Linked DNA regions of Mus musculus: region 1 is linked to region 2. The links are chromatin contacts, called in public HiChIP or PLAC-seq maps. All regions are on one chromosome and are shown on one strand. Each heading gives the region's core, a stretch centred on a gene start, on an enhancer-like site or on the middle of the called end of the contact. The rest is flanking DNA. Distances are from core to core; before and after follow the strand shown.

Evidence for each region. HiChIP or PLAC-seq counts read pairs in DNA pulled down with a chosen protein or histone mark.
Region 1: a contact with region 2 is called in an H3K27ac HiChIP or PLAC-seq map of acute myeloid leukemia, with 6 times the contacts expected there. The contact joins two enhancer-like sites. A contact is called at or near these places in 3 of 39 promoter capture datasets (cranial neural crest, hippocampal neurons and pre-B cells) and 2 of 115 datasets of contacts at active chromatin or transcription factors (acute myeloid leukemia and embryonic basal ganglia).

What each region holds. Positions count from the first base shown.
Region 1 is chr2:73,034,856-73,040,734 of GRCm38.p6, forward strand. No RefSeq gene overlaps it. Among named protein-coding and RNA genes, the nearest start is that of Gm39850, 29 kb to the left of the region's middle. Within about 2 kb of position 3,671, at least 137 of the 459 cell types and tissues checked have an H3K27ac peak or open chromatin away from gene starts, as enhancers often do. A contact at or near this core is called in acute myeloid leukemia, where this site is marked.
Region 2 is chr2:72,244,014-72,249,829 of GRCm38.p6, forward strand. All of the region lies in intron 29 of Rapgef4 (Rap guanine nucleotide exchange factor (GEF) 4), which reads left to right. Among named protein-coding and RNA genes, the nearest start is that of Map3k20, 39 kb to the right of the region's middle. Within about 2 kb of position 3,983, at least 8 of the 459 cell types and tissues checked have an H3K27ac peak or open chromatin away from gene starts, as enhancers often do. A contact at or near this core is called in acute myeloid leukemia, where this site is marked.

The DNA.
Region 1 (5,879 bases), core at 2,421-4,920, 790 kb after region 2:
TCCCAGGGGATCCAAATGCTGTCTTCTGGCCTCCATGAGCACAGGCATCAAATAAATACATTTTAAAGAAAAGGAAGAAAATGGCTAGAAATCGCCAACCAGTGTATCAAGAGTGGGGGGCTCCTTCTGGGTGGCTCCTTAGTCTTTGCTGCCCAAGACGCTTCTAGGCACCACATTCCTTTTCACCTACATTTTGGATGATTTTCCTTCTGCAGCTCTAAAACTAATCCATCTCCCCCTGAGATATGGCAAGCTCTCCTTCTTCCTCTCTTCCAGTTCCTAGCCCACCCAAAGCTAAAGGTCCTGCCTCAGTCTGCCTGCCCAGCCACTGGCCATTGGCTCTTTATTGATCAATCAAAAACCAACTGGGGACAAGGACCTTCAGTGTTTGGACATACAGATTTCTGATTTGGGGGGTTTGGATTAATTCAAAGCATTGGAACCAATCCCCAACTCCTGGGAGTGAGTATAATTATCCACCTGGTTTAAAAAGGAATGCTTAATGTCCAAATCTGATAAAAGCCCGATTTTTTAATATGCCCAATTTTAAAAATGCAGTGGGATAAGATGAATTCTAATTCAATAATTAGTGGTGGCACAAGCTTTTAATCCCAGCACCTGGGATCTATCTCTGTGAGTTCGAAACCAGTCTGGACTATATAATGAGCTCCAGGATAGCCAAGGCTACACAGAGGAATCCAGACTAATTAATTAATTAATTATAATTAATTAAATGATTTGAATGCTATAAACTTATTGCATTGATTAATGAAGAAAAGTATCACAAAGTGTGTCCTTAGTTTGTTAAAAATTACAACCAGCTGGCTAGTATTCTAACTGGATTAGGACAAAGCATGAAAATGTGTCTCATGTTAGGAAGAACTACATACTTAAACACTGAAGATTCACCCTCAACCCAGAGAACTAGTCATCAATTAAACGTTTCCTGCCTCTCTGCCCGGACCTGTCTCTCTGCCTCATCCCAGTAGATTCTCTGTGCCTGTCTTCAGTAAATTCCTGAGACAATTCCTTCTATGTCTCCATGCACAAGAGGGTCCATCCTGAGCCTTAGGCCCTCAGTGGAACCCCTGGCATCAGCACAAGGCCTGAGTCAGTTGAAAGGACATTTTTGTTGAGGAGATGATCCTGTGTACAGACTAAGCAACACGTCCTAATTTTCAATATAAATGGAAGGTAAGTTTGAAGTAAATGGTAAATTTGGATTTTTTTTTTCTTTTTCTAGTACTAAGGGTCAAACCCAGAGTTTCATACGTGGCAGGCAAGCACTCTACCATTGGGCTATAAACCCACTTAAGAAACTTTGAAAAAGTAACATGGTAATGTAAGTGATGGCTACCCTAGAACCCCTCAACCCATTTTGCCTTTCTGGATTTAACAGGAACCTTCTAGGATTTTGATCCCTTGTCTTAGATACTTTTGAAAGAGTGTTTTATCTTTGGTCTTTGACAATTCCGTACATGTATACAATGTATATTGATCATACAGTGAGAACCCCTGTTCTCACTTCCCATGCCTGCCCAATATCTTGGCACTTTAAAGAAAGTCTCCTTAGATGGGAAAGGCAGATACTGTACCTAGTACAAACGAGGTGTCTTTATCCTTCAAACAGAAACAGAGTGACTTCCTAGTACAAATCAGTAAGGATTGGCTGATCTCAAAAAACAGTGAAGTTTTAGAAATCTTCTAAGGACATTTTTTGCCCTCTAAAGGCCTTTACATCCCTCACTATCAAAAATAAGGTCTCTCTCTCTCTCTCTCAAACACACACACACACCCACACACACACACACACACACACACACATACACACACCTGTATATGGATACATAAATACATATACAAAGATAAATAATTTGAAGTAGTTTTCCAAAGCAACATTTAAAGTAGGTTGGGAAAGGATCAAAAGTGATAAGACAGAAAGTGGGGAACATTAGCCACAACTCTACTACACAGTGACAGCCGCTATTATTGTCAGCCTGCTCTCTTTCAATTTTATTTCTTAAAGTTTACATACTTGAGATTTTTTTTTGTTTGTTTGTTTTGTTTGTTTTTTCGAGACAGGGTTTCTCTGTAGAGCCCAGGCTGTCCTAGAACTCACTTTGAGAACCAGGCTGGCCTTGGACTCAGAAATCTGCCTGCCTCTGCCTCCCAAGTGCTAGGATTAAAGGTGTGCGCTACCACACCCGGCTCATACTTGAGACTTCTATACATGGTAAACGCATTTGTGTACCTCTAAATTAGCAAGGCACTTCACATATTGTTTTCTTCAATCCATCTTGCCTGGTAAAGAATTTTCCATAACTCTGAAATTCCTATAAAAACCTTTCTCTCGATATCTGTGAGCTTTTCATGACCATTTTGTCTTAGGAGCCAGGGCCAAATAAGGGATTAGGTGTGGAGGTTGTGCCTTTACGAATGGATGAATGTCCTTATCTCGGAAAAGGGGTTACCATAAGAAGCGTTGTGATATAAAACTGAGCCAGACCCTGGTGTTCCTCTATTCTCTTGTTTTGTCCTTATGCCTTCTGCTATGGAGTGACACAGCTCTCAGTCTCTTGCAACATGCCTGTGGCTTCACATCTTTCAGAACCTTGGGCAGACCAGCCCCTCTTCTCTTATAAACTACCCGGTAATGCAGTTATCGCATTGCAAAACAGTCTAAAACTCTAAATAAACTCTACTTGAATCATTCCGGTTAACCTTCCAGTAAAGCTTGTGAGGTAGGCACTATTTTTACTCTCCTCACTTGATAACAGGGGAATGAGTAACTTCCAGGAAGGGCTGAGAATTAGTGTGAACCAGAGCTCCGATTTGACTCCTAAAGTCTTTCTCCAGAGGTGGGCTGTTAACTGTGACTTCTGTGTGATGTCCCGAGGCAATGAGGAAGCATCCAATCCTTTGTCACTAGAAACAAACTTCCGAGTCTGCAATCTGGACTCAGAAGCAGTGAGTGAGGGGTAAGAGGAGAGTGTGTTTCTCTAACAACGAATCTCAGTATCTCCAAGGGCAGGGCAGGAACAGCCGGCGCTCTCTGGAGCAGTCTGACAACCTCAGCACTTCAGTCACGATGCAAGACTGAGCTTTGCTGTGAATCACAGGCCTTGTGGACCTCAGCAGAACAGTCAGTGCCTCTGCAGGTACTTCAAACTTCACACCCCCAACATGGAACTTAGGAGAGAGCGATGCCGGAGCCTAAGACCCTCATCCTTCATGGGTGTTCACTCCAGCGAGCACCACTAAGGACGTATTTCCACAGTCCCCTTCCTCTAGTTATGAAGCAAGACCCACTTTCAGAAGAAGGGACTTTTTGGAAGGGTTGATGAAAGAATCTGACCCACCACCCACCCACCCAGACCTTTCATAACAAAACCCCAGGAATACTCTTGATCTGTGTTTTCTAAGGCGGGGCCTGACCTCACTCAGCCCACAGCCCAGTAGGGTCCCGTCGCCCCCAGCTGTGTGCACCACAGGGCTGGCTTGAGCTGACCTGTCCTAGGCGCTGTCCTCCCTGGGTCTCGCCCCACCCCGGAGCTCCCAGCAGGGAGGGCCGCAGGGTCAGGGCTGCGCCTTCCTGGGACTGACTTGTTGAGCCCAGGCCCACCCCCACGCTCTGGAGGAGGCTCCAAGGCAAGATGAGCCAAGCACAGGAGGGGCGCCTCCCAGCCAACGGGAATATCTGCGGTAGTATGCAGCCCCCCCCTCCCCCCACACACACACTCCCTGAAAAAACGTGACGCAGTTGGGCGGACGTGGAAAGAGCATGAAGACCTGGACCAATGGGGAGAAGTCAGACCCCATTGCACAATGTGAAGGATTTCTTGGTGCTTCTGTGTGGCCCCATGATGGCCCTGCCGTGTGCTGCGAGCTGTCGATGACTGAGAACCCTGGTTAACATTTTTTCCTGGGGTCCTCAAGGCTTCATTGTCCTCAGACAGTGACAGGAATGATTACTAGTTTGAGGAATGGAGAACAAAGTCCCGATAGGAATTTACAGGCAACATTCTAACTTAACTACAATGGGAAACCTAGATAATGTGATCAAAGAAACACATCACCTCTCTCTGTCTCTGTCTGTCTGTCTGTCTGTCTGCCTCTCTCTCTCTCTCTCTCTCTCTCACACACACACACACACACACACACACACACACACGCGCGCGCGCGCGCGCGCGCGCGCTGGAAGTCCCATAACAGAGTAAGTTCCCTGTACTTAGAGTTGCTATGGGGGAAACTGAGATAATGCATTCTGTAACAAACAGTTAATAGCATACAAATTACAAATATAAGCCATCACCTCATCATCAGAGATCTGTGCAAAAAAGAAAGAAAGAAAGAAGAAAAGAAAAGAGAAAACAGAAGAGAAAAACAGCAGGACTGCATCGCTTCGACAGTGGTTTTCCCAAGCTGATTTTGACACAGGGAGAAACCAGGAGTCCACTGGACTGTCCAAACATTCTTGCAAAATTGTCTTAAACCACGATGCTGTTAGTTCACTGTCAAAAAAAAAAAAAAAAAAAAAAAAAAACAAAACCTAGCTTGCTGCAATTTTACTAAAATATATCTGGGGAGAGGGATGTTACAAAATCAAACATCAAATACTGGGTGTCAAAATAATGAGAAAGGAAATGATTAGGAAACCCTCGGTTAAATGGGGTAAAACAGGGTAACAGGATCTTGGATGGTTTACTACAGAACCTCCAGAGCCTAGGCTATGTGCACTTTGACCCTGAACCATGCCTGTCCTTACTCATTGTCCTTCCAGCAGCTTGGACTGATCTCCTATTAGGGTGCCTGGAACTTCAGGCCTCCTGCACACACTATCACATTAACTTCTCAGGGTTAGGACCAGGGTAGGGATGTCTTATCTGGCCTCTATGAGCTCAGTATATATACCATACTCATATCCTACGCTATACCCCCCCCCACACACACACACAACCACACACACACACTCTATGATAATAGTATGTGCTGACATCTCTAGGAAAAGATCTCACTGTTTCAATTATAATTTCTGTGATGACTATAATTTCATCAGACTACTGTATTTTAGCTTATTTATAAAAAAAAAAAACAAAAACAAAAAACCAAACTTGGCTCTTACAAGCATAAAAAACTTGAAGTTCTTCAAAAACAAATGAATGTAAAGCTTTGCTAAATAAAAAAATAAATAAATGCTGTTTAATGAGATGGCAGGATGGCACATCTGACAAAGGCTCTTGCTAGTACACATATACTGATACAATTGCTGGTCCCATTTTGAGACTGTTGCCCAATGCAGTTTGTGTTCACTTGGCCTATATATCAACCAGTTACATTTTGGTTTGGATTTCTAAGGAACTGAAAGCAAAGATGCTGAGGGCAAAGAGAAACTTCCTGTCCAGCCGCTGATGCTATCATGGTGGCTGAGGATTCTTCAAGGAGACCACAAACCAAAGAAAAGCAATTGATCTACTTGGTCGAGACTGAATTGGCCAGGATGCAGAGATCAGACGTCAATGAGCCCAGAAGGTAGCCAGCCAACAGAATGGTCTCAGAGGGTCCCTGTAAAACAGTAGCATCAGGGATGGACCTTCTACATACTGATGCCTGTTCTGTGTGAATCTGCTCATTTCCAGTACTGGAGGATGAGTGTGAACACGCTATGCCTACAAGAGAAAAAGAAATCTTTTAAAGGGCTGGCTGGCTGTTAGCCCCAAACCTAAGGCTAGATATAAGATTGTGTGACTGTTTATCAATAAAAAAGAAAATAAGCCGGGCAGTGGTGGTGCACACCTTTAATCCCAGCACTTGAGAGGCAGAGACAGGAGAATTTCTGAGTTTGAGGCCAGCCTCGTCTATAGAGTGAGTTCCAGGACAGC
Region 2 (5,816 bases), core at 2,733-5,232:
GGTTAGATCCTACTGTTTTAGACTGAGGAAACAGATATAAACACACACTCCTCAAAGACACTGCACCCATGGGTAAAAATGGTTTCTCAGTGGTTTCTCCCCCCTATACCAAAGGTAGGACATGAACATCCCTGCTATGGTGTCAGTTTGGTGATTTTTTTTTTAATGAAAAGAAATAATTCTTTGCTTACTTGTTAGCATAGAGAATTAAACATTCCCAAGCATTTTCAAGGAAGGGAGGGATTCTGAGCCACTTATGCAGACCTAGAGGCAGCCAAGCCAACCACTGAGCTATAAAATACTCAGACACAGAGATGTGGGACTTAGGATTCCTAGAGTAATAAGATGACTTTATGACCTGAGACTGCTCATATGAACTGTGTGGCCCCGAGCAAGCAAGCAAGGCAGTGCTCACCGTGCCGGCCATCGGATGAGGATTATCTCTGAGTTTCGGCTAAGGATTATCTCTGAGTTTCTAGAGCCATTTTCTCTCCACAGCCTGCAGAGGAAGTCAAGATGACCAGGAGGAGGCTCCTCATGTACCCCAGGATCACAGTAGTGAACTCCTTCCTGTTAGGCAGTCCGGGAGGAGGTCCTAACTGTTCTGCTTTCTGGGTGGCCACGTTTGTTTCGTAGCCACCGAATGGTTTAAGCTAGCATTGTAGCTGTGACACACAAGCCCTAGTCAGTTGGACATCATGATAATTGTTTAGAAACACAGAAAGTTTATTTCTTTTCACTTCAAAGTCTCAAGTGAATATGGTAGCTCCACTCTGAGGAACAGCAAAGGTCCCTGGCTTCGGCTCTCTTCCGATTTCACGCGGTCCATGATGGCCCACCGTCACATCTGCATCCTAGCCCTCATTTGGGGGATCAGTGCGTCTCACTAAAAATCAAGGGTTCTGTTGCTATGCAGGAGAGGGAGAGGAAGATTTTGGGAAAGCACTCTTTGCCCTCTGTGCCAGCAGCTTTCTAAGCTTTATTTTATTTGATAAATCATATTACCAGACAGATTCATTTCAGAAATGTCCTTCCACAAGTTAAGTCTTAGTAGAAAACTAAGTAGAAGTTCAAATCAAAATCGATTTGATTGGCTTTCTAAACCTGACCGATCAACATGACATTATCAGTCAACATTGATCAATTAGTGTCGGCTAGCTTTCCAGCATTTTTCTCCCACCAGCTGGCCCACCTTTCTTCTGGGCACCACTAACCGTCACCCTCATCTACAGTTAGCCCTAAGTGCCTTGGAGAAAGACATGTTGTATGCTCTAAGTTCTTGTCAGGCATCCGTCAACAAAGACCAGGTACAAGCAGGGTCGGCAGTCTGTGTGTGTGGACCCGCTGGGCTGTGTCCCCAGTGGGAGCCGCTGGCAGGGGCAGAAGTCACCAAGGGCAGCCAGGGGCACCAACACCTTTCTGTGGTGCTGGCCTCCATAGGCACAGCAAGCCAGCGTGCCAACGCTGCTGTTTGTTTGTTTGTGTTTTCAGCGTCTTCACCCTTGAGGTATGAAATGAGGATTAGAGAATTTACTGCTTATTGGCTTTCAGGATTTTTGAGTATGAACAAAAGAGAACTCACATTCTTATCCTTATGCAAAAAAAAAAATTATTTTCAGGCATTCTTTCTTTTGGGGGAAACATAAAGGGGTATTCAAAAAAATGTTTGAATAAAGCCCTTTATAGCTTTCTATGGCATGTATGAATATTTATAACACTCAGAAGGTAGACTAGCAATGGATTAGAGGATAACACACTGGCCGCTTGCCACTATCCCAGCTGCAGAGAGCATGCTGATAGGTACAGCACTGCTGTACCACGGGGCTGATTCTATTTCAGACATACCCATATTTAGGTATATTTACTTAAGAATAAGATTTTGAAGTACCTATTTTTTTTTCTGGAATGAGAGCCATGGAGGAAACTTCTAGACTTCTGGAAACATGAACGGAGCTTATTAAAGAAGAGAAATGTTCTGAGTCCTTTCGGTTTGGCATTTCTAGGCATGCCCTTATAACTTGCAACAATGTGGCTTCTAACGCCAGTAATATCCTAAAAGGCTCCTGGGGATCATTGGTTTTGTTTCTTGGAGCTATGGAAAAAGAATCTTTAGGTAAAAATCTAAGTGTTCAAATCTGCCTGGTCCCCAAGACCTTTTCAATCCAAAACAAATCTATAGGAATACCTTGGGGATTTACACTTTATATAGACTGCACAGACCAAGACAAATGCACATTTCCCTAAAATGTACGCTAGAACAGAGCGACGGAACGGATGAGAGTGCCCAGGCAAAGGATGTCACTGTATGCTGCTGTAAAGGTAAGCAACAAACACATAAAATATTAAATGTTAACAAAAAAAAACAACAGAAGATATATTAAACGAAGGCCATGAGAGTAGTAAAGACATGCACCGATGAAGCTGGTGGTGGGAAGTTCCTGCAGCCATGTCAGCAGCAGACAAAACCACACTATGTACAGTCACATTGTAAGATCCAGCGTGCTGCCCCAGAGACCCGTCAGGCTTTGTCTCAGACTTCAGCTCTGTAGATAGCCCAAGCTGGCAAAGCCATCCTCTTTCTTTCCATTGCAGCCTTGGGTCCTTTGCCTGAGTGTTATTTCCCCGTTTCCCGGTGCCTGGCTCCTTTTCCTGGTTCAGTTTGTGCTTGTGCATCTTCTCTGTGTGAGTGCTCACTCACGTGAACGTTCTGCCTCGTGGTCCAGCCTCAAGAGCAGCTCTTACGGTCTGAGATCGTCATCTTTGCTTTTCCTCATCTGTCCACCTCCCTAGAAGGCGAGGGCCGGCCGTAGACCAGGGAGGAATCTTCTCTGTGTTGGCCACTGATATCTCACAAACATCATCCATAAATGTGTCTGGTATATTCCAAGTATGCAAGAAATAGTATGCATATATTCCAGGTATGCATTAAATATAAGGATAGTCCAGTGATATTCCAGTGCTAGACTTGATGAAGGAGGGCATTTGAAAAGGATTTTGTAATACCCAGAAGCATTTTCTACTTGTTAGAAATTGAATTAATGAGGGTGTCCTGTAGCATTTTGCAAAACCGAGATTCGTCCTGGGACGATGTTTTAACTTAGCTTTCTGTTCCTGAATGGGCAATCCTCTTTCCTTTTCTTCTCTGCTTGGTACTCTGCCCTTCAGTGTCCTTCCATTTGCCTTCAGTGTGCTCAGAGAAGCATACTGCACTCCACGTGTGTCTGAACTGTGATGCCCCATGGCCTTCCTATGTACAATAGACTGTGGATGTTGTGGATGGTAGATGAGTGTTGGTTTGTCACAAATCCTTTGGCTATAAAGATCCACCACTGGAGACAATGCTCAGGCTTCTTCAGGAATTATTACAGTGAAGACTGGCTGAGTTCCAGGAAGTTGGGCCTTACTGCACACATCCAGTGGTTGCTACCATGGCATAATCTTTGAAGTAGAAAGACTATTTCGTCACCTACTTATGGAGAAAGAAAGAGTTTCTTGTCTTGAAGATATAGCAGTCTGAATAAAATTATTACCATTGTAAAAGTTTATACATGCTAGGCATGGATACAGAGCCTGCACTGGATAGACATAGAGACAGAGAGAGATTCAAAGCAGTAGAAACAGAAATGGCAGAAGAGACAAGAGAGCCAGGCAAGCAAGAGCAATAGTGGTGCTGAGTGTGGGGCATGCCTGTAATCCTGGCACTGGAGGGTCACGAGTTTAAGGCCAACCAAGACTATAGCAAGATCTTACTCGAAAATCAAAATCAGAAGAATAAGAAGGCTCAAGATCTTAGAGGTCAGCAGAAGGAGAAGCAAAAACAGCTCTAACAGGCACTTGTCAGAAGAGGCCTAATTCCCAGGAGCTGCTCCTCACCAGGGAGCTCTTAGCTGAGGAGCCAAAAGGCCTAAGCCCAGGGAAGCTGACTGGTGGTGTCGGAGCCTACAGTGTCAGGTGAGCTTGCCTGGAGGCCTGGAATCTGAACTTTGAACACTAGACATGTAAGCCTGTACCTCCTCAGCATCAGGTCGGGAGCCCGTGGTGGCAAAGACCAGAGTGAGTGGGAGCAAACTGGGAAGGCTGGAGAGCTTGGAGGCCCCACAGGTAGTGCCAGGGGCGCATGGGTGTGGACATGTGAGTGGTTGGGTAAGCCTGCTCCCGAAAGGCTAGCCCACAGGCCGGTGACCACATAAGGCTGAGGCCTTGAACAAGGCACCTCACACCTTACTGGGTCCAAAGATAAATATCTGCCTCAGAGCTTAAGGAATGTTTGTGTCAGGTTTGTGACCTCAGAGCTGAAGCACAGGCACAGTTGGTCTCCATAGTGTTCACCGAGGCCTCAAGAAGGAGATCTGTTTCCGAGTCGCTGCCTTCAGCTATAAAGAGAAATAAATGGCCGGGTGTGGTTACTGTGTGTTTCAGGCACTGCTACTACTACTTTTTTCCTTCTGTCCGTCCTCCCTCCCTCCCTCCTTCCCTCCCCCCTCCTTCCCTTCCTTTCTCCCTCCCTCCCTTCCTCCCTCCCTCCTTCCCTCCCTCCTTCCCTCCCCCCTCCTTCCCTCCCTTCCTTCCTTCCTTCCTTCCTTCCTTCCTTCCTTCCTTCCTCCCTCCCTCCCTCCCTCCCTTCCTTCTTTTCTCCCTCCCTCCCTCCCTCCCTCCCTCCCTCCCTCCCTCCCTCCCTTCCTTCCTTCCTTCCTTCCTTCCTTCCTTCCTTCCTTCCTTCCTTCTTTTCTCCCTCCCCTCCCTCCCCTCCCTCCCTCCCTCCCTCCTCCCTCCCTCCCTCTCTCCCTCCCTCTTTCCCTCCCTCCCTCCCTCCCTCCCTCCCTCCCTCCCTCTCTCCCTCTCTCCCTCCCTCTCTCCCTCCCTCTTTCCCTCCCTCCCTCCCTTCCTTCCTTTTCTTACTTTCCTTCCTTTTCCTTCTTTTGTGGTGGATCCTTTTGAGGGGAGTCCCTCAGCCTCAGCTGGGCCTATTTCTCAACCCTGTACAAACAAGGCGCTAAGTATGCAAATTAAGCTGCGAAGGCTGGCACTTAGAACTAGTCCCACAAAAGAATCATTTCAGGTATGACGGGCTTTCGGTCTGTCCACTCCCCCCAACTTGGAGCCCCTTCTGAGGGCCTGTGGTCTCCTCACACTCACCCCAAATTACCAATCACTTTGGTTACTAATAGGAGTCATAACCCTCAACTTTGCTGGACGGGGGAGGGGGTGGGGTGGAAAAGAGAGGCAAGACATTCTGCTCTGGAGTAATTAGCCCCTACCCCTACCCCCAGCCTGGCATCATAAAGTTGCCTGGCCGGCTCCAGGCAGGCCAACCTGCTCTGGCAAGACCTCTGAGCTCCGGGTGTAACTTTTTCTGCTCCCTCCCCATTATGGCAGTTGGATAATGAAACCTGTGTGTCTTTAACTTCAGTCTCGGCCAACCTCAGCTGAGCTCAACAATGAATAATTTTGTCTGTCACTGAAGATGCCACATGGAGTGACATCTGTGGAACACAGGAGACAGAAAGGAGACAGAAAGCCTACCTAGCTGTGTCTCAGTGGAGATAAATGTAAAATCCTTCACCTTGGTCCCCCAGGTCACCCTGCACATTTGCAGAGCTGAGAGCTGAGTCCCGACGGCAGCCCAGTGAACCGGGTGGAGAGCTTTCAGTCTCTGAAGCTGAGCATATCAGTTACATAATTTCATTCCAATTATGACTTAGGTGTCTAACTCAGCCAGATCAAGGAAGGGGAAAGTGATTTCTCTGCACTCTAAGATGCCAAGGTAGAAACTGGCTAGGAGAAGCTAACGCATCCTATAAGAAAATGCAGGATAA